Linked DNA regions of Mus musculus: region 1 is linked to region 2. A link is a contact called in public Hi-C data. All regions are on one chromosome and are shown on one strand. Each heading gives the region's core, a stretch centred on a gene start, on an enhancer-like site or on the middle of the called end of the contact. The rest is flanking DNA. Distances are from core to core; before and after follow the strand shown.

The links. A called contact is a pair of places that touch in the nucleus more often than the background predicts.
Region 1: a contact with region 2 is called in a Hi-C map of the N1E-115 cell line, with 4 times the contacts expected there. The contact joins the enhancer-like site here to the promoter of 1700069P05Rik in region 2. A contact is called at or near these places in 3 of 484 Hi-C or Micro-C datasets (the C2C12 cell line, the N1E-115 cell line and palatal mesenchyme).

Annotation. Positions count from the first base shown.
Region 1 is chr6:118,377,703-118,383,370 of GRCm38.p6, forward strand. No RefSeq gene overlaps it. Among named protein-coding and RNA genes, the nearest start is that of Bms1, 39 kb to the right of the region's middle. Within about 2 kb of position 2,244, at least 18 of the 459 cell types and tissues checked have an H3K27ac peak or open chromatin away from gene starts, as enhancers often do. A contact at or near this core is called in the N1E-115 cell line, where this site is marked.
Region 2 is chr6:118,244,710-118,250,033 of GRCm38.p6, forward strand. 1700069P05Rik (RIKEN cDNA 1700069P05 gene) reads right to left here and starts at 3,745. Exons shown (of 3, transcript NR_040527.1): 1 at 3,197-3,745; 2 at 2,502-2,611; 3 at 1,986-2,113.

The sequences.
Region 1 (5,668 bases), core at 994-3,493, 130 kb after region 2:
TGTGCCCCCCCCCCCCCGGCAGACTTCTTTGCTGAGCCTGAGCTGGGATTTTATCTCTGCTAATTCATGCCATGCTCTACTGGGTTTTTCTATCTCCTGGGACCGCTGGAATCTGTCACCAGATGGCATCTCCTTGTTGCCTTGAAGGTCTGGGCACATCTCCCTTCCCCAAACCAATATGGTAAGTGACTCTGTGTCCAGGGCTGGGTTCCAGTTGCTGTCTCACCTGAGCATTCCCTTTCTTGGTTCAGGACCTCACCTCAGCCTCCTTGGGACAGGAATTAGGACGCCCTCCCCGAGCCCAGCATGTTTTCAGACCCTAAGTCAGCAGCAGGGTGACTTTCTGTGTCCATTTCTCGTCCCCAGCTTCCCTTGACTGACCCAAGTTAGCTACCTTAAAAAAAAATGCAGTCAGAATTGACTCCAGGGCCTGACATAGGCTGTACCACTGAGCTATGATCGTCATTTATTTATGTACTTATTTATCTTGCTTAAACTTTTAATCCCCCTGGAGTTTATTTTAAGACATAGCACAGAGAAGAAACTTTGTGTCTCTCCAGTGGTTGCTGAACACCAACATTTCCCATCTGAGGGATGCCTTGGGCCAGAACATGGTCAAGTGTCTGACCTACCCTGGTCGATCCTGCCTTCCTTCCAGGGCAAATTCCTGCAATGGCCTCTTCCCAAAAGAAGGACCTTCATCCAGCTACCCAGCTGCCCTCTCTGTGCCTAAGCCTTTTTCTGTGCCTCTGGTTCCTGTTTGGCCCTCTTCCTTCATCTTAGCTGTGCCTTCCTCTTTGTTCCCCAAAGCATGGGATGAAATTTAGTGACATGTCCATCCCCCGACAGAGAGCCCTCTCTTCTTAACTACAAATGGATTTCCCCACCTTACACCGGCAAAAATGATCCTTAAGATTTTTTTAAGTGGTGGCTTCTCTCCTTGGCAACAAATGTATGTTTTCTACCAACTTCAGCTTATTTCCTCTCAACTCTTCAACCTTCCCCCCCTCCCTCCCTCCCTCCTCCCTCACCCCCCTCTCTTCCTCCCTCCCTTATAGCATTTACCTATACTGCAACCACACAGAGAATTCTATTGCTGTGATAAAACACCGTGACCGAAAGCAACTTGAGGAGGAAAAACTTTATGTTGCTCACACTTCCACATCTGAGTTCACCACAGAAGCCAGGGAAGGACCTCAAGCAGGGCGGGGAGATGGAAACAGGAGCTGAAGCCGGAGCCATGGTGGAACACTGCTGACTGGCTTCCTCCTCATGGCTTTCTCAGCCTGCTTTCTTAAGCCACACAGGACCAAACTCAAGAGCAGAGCTGCCCCCAGCGAGCTTGGCCAGCCCACACCAACTGCTAATCAAGAACATGCCCTACAGTCTTGTCTACAGGCAGATCTTATGGGGGCATTTTCTCAATTGAGTGTCCCTTTTCCCAAATGACTCTAGCTTATGTAAGGTGGATATATAACTAATCAGGACAGTCATACTCAGATGCACACATGTGCCGAGATACAAACACACACGCATTTCCATAGGTGTAGTGCACATTATACCCATGCATACTCATCCACATGTATTCTAAAAATTGATTATATCACACACACACTTTTTTTTCCCCAAAGATATATCCAAAGCCACATAGCTACTGACTGGCAAAATTAAACTCTTTTGTACTTTGAGCTCAACCCTGGATGTTTTAAATGATACATTTTTTTCTTTCTTACACAAACAAACATGCAAAGCTCCAGATAAAATGAGTGAGCTCACGCTCTGCAGTCAGCCCTGGGAATATAAGCACAAAATAATCGTAAGAGTTCTGTCTAGCAGTTATTCTGTGCTCAGTGCTCACTGTATGCCTGGGTCAGCATCCGGGGCTGGCTGCAACCATCAGCGTTCAGTTGAAGGGGGCGTCTGGCTCTGAAGCCCCCGTTAGGCTGGCCTTCCTCTTGCAGCCCTTGCCCTATGGCGCCATCTCGTGGTTGCTGCTGTAACTCCCAATGAAGAGACCCTTATGGGGGTTCCTTAGACTGCTCCATAGAGCAGCATGCAGTCTTTCTGACCACTGCAGCTGCTAATAATCTCACACGGAGGTGCGGAGAACGGGGCTCACATCCCTAATCCCCTAGGATCTAGGGAAAGAAAGTCCTCTGAGTGCGCTAACCAGATGTGAGCTCATGTGTGTTTGTTTGCAGCCATACACGACAGTCTCCCTGAGTGCATTCAGATGCGCACACTTGCAGATGCTCACATGCAGCTGTACACACACTTGACTCCTTCCCTCCCACCCACACCTCTCACTGTGGAGGTACAGTGGCTCACAAGCGGAATCGATGCTGCTTCTGGTCCCAAAGGCAGACCTCAGAGCCACGGCATATCCCTGGTTCTGTTTATTATACAGGTAAGGAAACCGAGGCTCCTCTGTGTGCACGCCTAGCTTCCAATGCCCTGCACGTTCTGCATAAAGGGCCTCGGGCCAGCTCCGGGCCTGGAAAGACAACCCAAGGGAACAGCTACCAGCTTGGCTCTCAGTCATTTCAGCAGAGCTTCAGAAAGTACCCTACATAGGTCAGCCTTCCAGTCTTGTGATCTTTCAGCTAACAGATGCAAATAACATTAGAAGAGATGGAATGGAACCCCTGGGGACAGACTCAGGAGCCAGGGCCAAGGCACAGAATTCCCAAGTAGGGGTGAATCTAAAACAGTTTCTGGGCAAGTGGGGCACAGAACAAAGAGACAGGGCTAAGGCTGCAGAGGAAGGGAGGGGTAGCTGTCTAGATGCCTCTGGAAGATGGTAAGACCTTAGATTGAGTTCTGGGGACAAAGCTGACTTACTTCCTACAGGAAATCTCACTGTACTGACCAGTTTTATGTCAACTTAGCACAAGGTATCTAAGAAGAGAGAACTCCAATGGAGAAAATGCCTTATCAGCTTGATCTGAAGGCAAGTCTGTTTTTACTAAGGATGGGTGTGGGAAGACTGGCCTTGTGGAGGGTGGTACCACCCCTAGGCAGGTAGTCCTGAGCTGTCTGAGAAATGGGACTGGGCAAGCCATTGTGTAAACAGCACTCCTCCATGGCCTCTCTATCAGTTCCTGTCTCCAGGTTCCTGCCCTGCCGTGACTTCCCTTGATGGCAGACCACAAGCTGTAAGATAACAAACAACTCTCCTTTCCTACCCAAGTTGCCTTTGCTCTGAAACCCTAACCAAGAGTATCAATGCTGTTACAGTAAAAACGTGTAAAGGGAGTGATTAAATGCTAGGCATAAACTGCAAGGTGGGAAACACTGAAGAAGGTAACTAGTATGGCATCCGATGGGTATGACCAGACAAGGACAGGGCAGGGGCGGAAACAGCCAGTCTGGGTCTTTGCAGACCCTGGCTGGCATAAATGAAGCTCTGTCCCTTCCCCATCACATCAAGGCATGCAGCCTTTTTGTATGTTCTTATAATGTATTCAATCAACAGATTAAAGTGTTAGCAAGAACAGCTTCTAAAAAATTCTTCAGCCCGTCCTAGTAAGGCAATCACCCCAGATCCTCATAGACAAGGAGTTAGAGATGATTCGGGCGAGGGAGACTGAAACTGTTAGAAATTAAGTTCAGGGTTGTATAAATGACTGGCCACTATTCCAACATAGGTGTCTGGACAAGGCAAAGTTTACTCTTGGCCAGGAGGGTGTGCCCCAGAGAGCCAACCCAGAAACAGGAAGTACACTTAGTTTTATTCAAAGGAAGGTGCTGTGGTGATCTGAGTAAAAATGGTGTCCACGGGTCCATAGGGAGTGTAGATATTGGGAGGTGTGACCTGGTTGGAGTAAGTGTGGCCTTACTTGGGGTGGGCTTTGAGGTCTCAGATGCTCAAGCCACGCCCAGGGTGAGTTTTTTTCCTGCTGCCTGTGAACCCAGATGTAGAACTTTCTGGCTCCTTCTCCAGCACATATGACTGCACAGCGCCATGTTTCCTGCCATGATGATAATGGACTAAACCTCTGAAATCATAGGCGAGCCCAGATTAAATGTTTTTCTTTATAAGAGTTGCCATGGTCATGGTGTCTCTTCACAGCAACTCTAAGACAGGTGGTGACTGTTGCCCATTGGAATTTGAACTCATATTCAAGGGGCCAGTTGTCTAAAAACAGGCACACAGAAACAAAGAGCTCCAAAGAGCTCAGGAGGGGTCCACTATTTAACCAGATAATGTAGCAGCCGTTGTGTAAAGTCTTGTGTGAAGTGTGTTATACATTTGTATGGGAGTCTTAGAAGGTGGGGAAATAAAGTTTAATCCCTTGTCCTAAGCTCTGCCACCATCTTCCCTGTGGTGACGGACTGTACCCTCCAGGCATGAGTGGAATCCTTCAAGCTGCTTATTGTCAGAGCTGTTACAAGGAGAAAAACAACACAAGCCAATGTGGAACTCTCCAGGTTCCCAGCTGTTGTCTATTCTAATTTCACATCTGGATCTAGGACAATAACCAGCACACAGGCTTCCTTGCGGAGAGCCAAATCTAAACTCAAGTCCATCGATTGCTTAACCTTCGTGAACCCTGACTTTGACTGGTAGGCTACAGTAACATTGTGGGTCTTTTGAATGAGTGCTAGTTCAGTGTGCAGTAGTCCACAAAAAGTCTGATTGTTTCTTTTTCCAGGGCACACTGTTCCTGGTAAAAGGCCACAGGCCCCTCTGGGAACTTGCCTTCTGTGATCTGAATGTTGGTATCCCCTTAGAATCCATATATTAAACCCTAGCCTCATTGTAATTACATGGGCAGGACTCAGAGTAATGGAGTTATGATGGCCCCAGGAGGGCGCTTTCCTCCTTCAGGATGGGAGGGTGCAACGAGTGACGTCATCTGTTAAGCCAAGGGCAAGCTTTCTTCAGACCAAATGTGCGTAGAAACTGCAGACCCAAGAGAAGGACATTTCCAGTCCTTGTTACCCAGTCTCAAATCACTGACCATACCACATGAGGGACAGACTGAGATCCCTGTATTCTCCGTGTATAACGTTGCTCTGGCTCGACAACTTCTGGCTTTAATATCAGGTTGTATTTTCCCTTGTTCAACAGAATTTGCATTAAAAAAAAAATCTGCTTTGATGGAGTAATAATTTGGTAGGCTTCTTACCAACGTCACATGTTGGGACGAGATACCATGACCAACACTATACGTCTCCCTGGGTCTAAGCCTAACATTCCTACAGCATCAGGGTACTCTCCTGAACCAAGAACCACTCCCAAGAAGGCAGGCTCACCTTAAACCATGCTAATGAATAGACTGAGTAATTAATTCCTTGTACTAGGGGCCGAGTCAGGCTTAGAGAGTCAAAGATGACACAGAGTAGATTTTCCAGCTCCAAAATGGAAGACTGCATAGAAAGATTAGGTCACAGAAAGACCAAAGCTCTGCAAGGCTAACAACCTTGTAGCTCCATCTCTGTCATACTGGGGCTCTTGGTGCTATCATCTGGGTTCCAACAGGATTGGGTGGCCCCACTTACCCAACTCTGTAACTTTTGCCACCTGTGGCCTCTCTACTCAGTCAATACCAATACAATCCAAAAGCTTCATTTAATATTTATCCTCCTGGGAACCTCATAAAGATGGTAGAGTAAGCAGTCATTTATAAGCAAACTGTCATGTATTCATCCCCAAATAAATCAC
Region 2 (5,324 bases), core at 2,495-4,994:
ATTTTTTCTGGTAGTTATTCTTGAATTTGGAATTCAGATGTTTGCGTTATTTTTTTCCTCTCAAGAAATCTACTTAGCAGCTGCATTTCCTCCCATTAGAAATGCTGATGCTGTCTTGCCAACAGCCTTCCAAGGTTCTCCTTCTCGGCTCTGTCCCGAGCTGCAGTGATCTGGGTCTGGGATTTAAATGTCTTCTCTCCTTCACTCACATTTCATTTTTCCACTCAATCAATATTTCCAGACTGCCTACTCACTTTCTGAGTTGTCTTTGCAATTAAAAACAACTTGAATACATCCCATGTGTTACACGGTGGTACCCGGTTATCACTGTCATAAAGCTGCACCTACTTGTCTTCATTGAGAAGCTGACGATGCAGACGATGGTTGGTATAAAATAGTTGCATGGTGGTGGCTCACGCCTTTGATCCCAGCACTTAGGAGGTAGAAGCAGGTAGATGTCTGAGTTTGAGGCCAGCCTGGTCTACACAATGAATTCCAGGACAGCCAGGGCTACACAGAGGACCCTGTCTCAAAAATGGAGGGAAAACAAAAAAAAACCAACAAAACAAACAAACAAACAAACAAAAAAAAACCTCTGACCCAAAATCAGAAGCAAGAAGCCAGCCTATGTCTCTAGGGACGACTTAGGAACCAGCATAATAACCTGTGCAATTGACCCTAAAGGGCCAGACTTTGATCAATAATGACAAATTCTCTAAGCCCCCTCTACTTAGGAGTAGCCAGAAAGAGCCTAAATTCACCCCACTCTGCTCCCAGTCACACACCCCTGCTTCTAGCTAGCTGCCCCCCAGTGTCCCAGGGCACATTAGAAGTCTTGCTCTATCTACTATAAATATCTTGCTATATCTCACCTCACCTGCCTCAAAGTCCCTGTAAGACTATCCCTCCTGTTGTACTAAACTCTAAGCAAAGAGGCATTGGCTTCCCTCTTTGTTGTTCTTTGTGTGCAAATCTCTGTGTGTAGCCATGTCTCCAGCTCAGGGCTTTCTGCACAGCCGACAAATACTCTACTGCTAAGTCCAATGTGTTTGGTAGCTCTTGTCTCTAAGAACTATGCTAACTGAACAGCGAGCTGTGAAGATCAATAAAGCTATAGATATTGGTGGTTCTTGGTGATGGGACATTGGAGTTCATTGTATTGCTCTTTTTCTTGTCCATATGTCTGATTTTTCCCCCATAATAGATATTAAAATTATATTTCTCTTACTCTGCATTTTCCATTGGGACCCACTTTTTTTTTTAATATGGCTGAAATAGATTCATTTCTTCAAGTGAAAGGCAGGGACTGAATGTCTCTTGTACTGGTCAACTTTAGGCACCAGGGCAGTGAGCAGAATAGAAAATGCTGCTGTTAGGAGCTAGTGGGTGACTGGCAGTGAAGCCAGCCTCGGTAGTGGCCTCTGCTCACTGACACCATGGCTTATGGCAAGTTCTCTTTGTGTTTAATTAGATTTGCCTGCCTTTTCCAACTTACAGGCAATAAATAAGCTGCTCTAATAATTTGAAACGCAGTGATTGTATTTAAAAAGAAAGGAAAGAGATGGGAATATATAACTAGGTATGCGGCACATGGCTAGCATGTGTAAGGTTCTGGGTTTGATTCTCAATACGGCAATAAATGAATAAATAAATAAAATGTAAAGGAAACTTTACGGATCAGGTTGAAGAACAATGGAACAGTTGATGCTTAAGCAAAGTGCCGCCCATGCTGCTTGAAGAAGCAGTGTCCAATGTCCCCCTGAGCATCATGGTACCACAGCATAGGAGGATGTCTGGGTGTGTGCTGGGCCACATGGTGATTGGGGCTGCCTGTTAATTTATTTCAGTTTGGGCCTATAATCTTCGTAACCTCTGGGTCTCTCCTTATTCCTGCTCTCTCCCATTTTTCTTCTTCTAAAATGACCAAAAGAAATACAACTTGCCATTTAGGTGAGAAAAAAAAATTCATCTCCCCATCAAAAAATCAATTAGTCAGTGGAGAATTTTATTAGTCAATCATGTAAAGGTAATTAAAAATATTGATTGATGGGGGTGGCTGTGGCTGAGAGCTGCTTCTGTCCCAGCAGTGGGTGGGCAGACAGCCGGTGGACCACTAGGGAGAAATGGAGAATAAGGGCTTTTAAATCATTCCCCTATGCGCCTATTCCAAGGTCAAGTAGGGACACGTGAGACAAGGGACTCAGCTGACTCTGGAGTCTTATTCGTATGTGAGAATGGGTCCTGAACACACGTTTCTCATGTGTTCATGCATTGCATGAGACAGTATGTCTGCTCATGACAGTGGAGGTATGCTCCAAAGGGACAGGGATTCTGGCTTCTGGGTCTAGCCTTGTCTGGGGCCACTGTGTCCCTCAGGGTAGAAATGCTCCCAGATGAGAGACTGACATAAAGGGGATAGTGTGGTAGCCTAATTTTGCTTTGCTCAATACCCGGCTTGGGAGTCAGAATAGAAAAAGAGCCCCAAATACTGATTCTGTTACCTCCTGATGCTGAACTCCGTGCCTTGCAAAGCCTCACCAACGAAGTGGATTTTGCTCTGGACACTGCACATCGGGCTGGGTGTGGTAGGGACCAGCTGTCTCTACTCCACCTACTCTAGCAGATGGGGGAACACATAGTTTTGTTGTTCCTTCCCAGGAACCCTGGGCTTCCTCGTGGCATGGTGGTTAGTTGCCAAGGATGGAACCTCCTTGAATAAGGAGATAGCCAGGCAGAAAATGAATGTCTGTCTGTGGCCTAGCCTGTGCCCCAGATCCAGCATTACTTCTTTCCACAGATTTCTGGTCACTCCGACATCTGACAAGGACACTACCCCACTGTTTTCCTTCTCTCTACTGCTCATGGAGGCCCAGCTACCCATCAGTGGTGTAGAGTTCACCATTGATGTTGGTCCTAGCTCTTAGATGATTTACTGTATCGATTACCTTTTACTGCTGTGACCGCAGTACCTAGGAGGACAACTTAAGGAAGGCTTCTCTTTGTGGCTCAGGGTTTCAGCCCATGTGCCTTGGGCACTGTGGTTCTGGGCTCATATAGAGGCAGAACATTATGTGGCAGAAGCGTGTCCCGGAGGCTGCTTGTCTTATGGCGAATAGGAGGCATAGAGTGAGGCAGGAAGGGCCTAGAGATAGTATATTCCTAGGGACCCATGCCTGATGTCCTACCCACTTCTTACCTGTGGGGCAATATGGCTAGAACTGGATCCATGCTGCTTGAGAGGAACGTTGAGTGCTTACAGCCTACTGCTTCTGAATTCCAAACCTTAATGGATGTAGGTGCCTAGATCCTCAGGTCTGTTTGCCCCATGAGTCTCAACCCCTGCCCCTAAACCCAGCAGGTCCCAAGCCCATAGGCATGAGGGAACAAATATTTACCCACTGCTGGGTTTGGCAGCTCCCCTAGACCCAAGGCCTGAGTTGGGACCTCCCTGACACAGGAAATGAAGCTGAACTTTGATGCTCCAAGAAGACAGACCCCTGAGGTGTGTGGGGAAGGCTGTCCACCCACTTTGTTCCTTTGTCTGGGGTCTTCAGGAGAGAGCCCTTATCTGATGTGACTTTAGTATGTTTCAATACTTGGTCCCCAGTTAGTGGAACTGTTCAGGACGATGTGGCCTTACTGGAGGGGGTGTATCACTGAGGGTGACCCATGAGGTTTCAAAGGCCCACACTATCCCAGTTATCTCTCTTTGCCTCATAGTTGTGGATGTAAGTTCTCAGCTACTGTTTCAGTGCCACACCTGCCTGCCTATTGTCAGGCTCCCTGCCTTGGGGGGCGTGAACTAACCCCCTGGGACTGTAAGCCCTAATAAACTCTTCTATAAGTTGCCTTGGTCATGGTGTTTTGTCACAATGGAAAAGTAGCTAAGACAGCTCCTTAGAGACCAGGAACAGACACAGCATGTCTAGGCTGTGGGGGACATCTCCTTCCTTCCTGCGGCTTCTATGTCTCTGGTTCAGTCATCGTGACCTTAAATGCTCCCATATTGAAAGGTTCTGTGCCTGCTTTTTAGTCTGATTTTTTTCCCCAAAGTCACCTCCAGGATTGTATGCAGGCTGTTCAAGCTCCATAAAACTTGCTATTTGTTTAGACTGGCTGACATTTCCACAGTCTTTTATTAAAGAAAATCTCCTTGGGAGACGGCAGGATGTTTGCGCAGAGCTTATGCCCTCTGCCTCTGGCCCCTGGTGCCCTAGAGCAGTGGGTATGGAGTGGGGACTTTATCAGGAGCCAGCAGTAGCTTGGAGAGTCTGTGCAGAATGCAGCACAGCACCCAGCAAGGTAGCAGGGATATGGCATCTTTTTCTGTCCTGAAAAGAAAGGTGGGCACTCACCCTGCTTCCCAGATGCAGAGACTCTGGCTACCCTTCACCCCAGGTGCAGTGATCCTCCAGGTCTCAATTTGGTTCTGACCCAGGGTTCACGGGGCAGGGCACATGGTAAGTGGAGGCCACCTGTCCTCTGCTCCTTCCTGGAACTTTGGATCCAATGCAGAGGTTCCAGATGTTTGGGCTGAGAATCCAGCTCCGGAGACCAGACCAGGTTTTAGTCTGTCTTGGGCTTTGGGGTTCCGATCCCTTTCCTCCCCTTCATGTCTTGTATCAGCTTCTGTGACCCGACAGCATGAGATGGGCGGTTGTAGATAGATGTTATTTTGAACTAACATTCTTAATTATTGTTTGGGACCCGTCTTAGCTGCATCCTTCCTCAAGTCTCTTTGGCCAGACTCAGCAGAGGTGTTCTTTCTCTGCTTTCCCATGGGTTCGTCTGAAGAGGAATGACTAATGTCACACCCTTTACCCTGGCAGGGGTCTTCCAAGGGGAAAGGTGGCCTCCTCACAACCCCCCAACCCCCTGCTATCATGCATGCTCTTCTGAAGAAGGCGCCCTGTGTTCACCTCTCTTGGCCCTCATGGAGGTGCTTCTGACGATTCTCTCTGCTCAGGTCTGTCTTACACTTACCTCATTCCCAGAAGACCATGGAGTGACCATCACGTCATTTGGGGATTGAGTACCCAGTCCTCTACAGAGTAACCTAGAGGGAACCCAGGACCTGTCCCTGGCCTCTGTGCTGAGAGGACATAACCTCTTATGGGGTTACTCCAGGGAACAGGTTGTGTACCTTGAGCCTCCCAGGGCAGCCAGCCAGGCATCTTCATCTCTTTGCAGTGCCTGACAAACAGCAGAGGCCAGGTTCTGGAACCAGGCCTGGCAACCAGAGGGATCAGGGACACAGAAGTAGAGAGGGAACCTAACTGTGCAGTCTTGGAGGAAAGAAAGGTCAACTCAGCATGTCCGTCTTG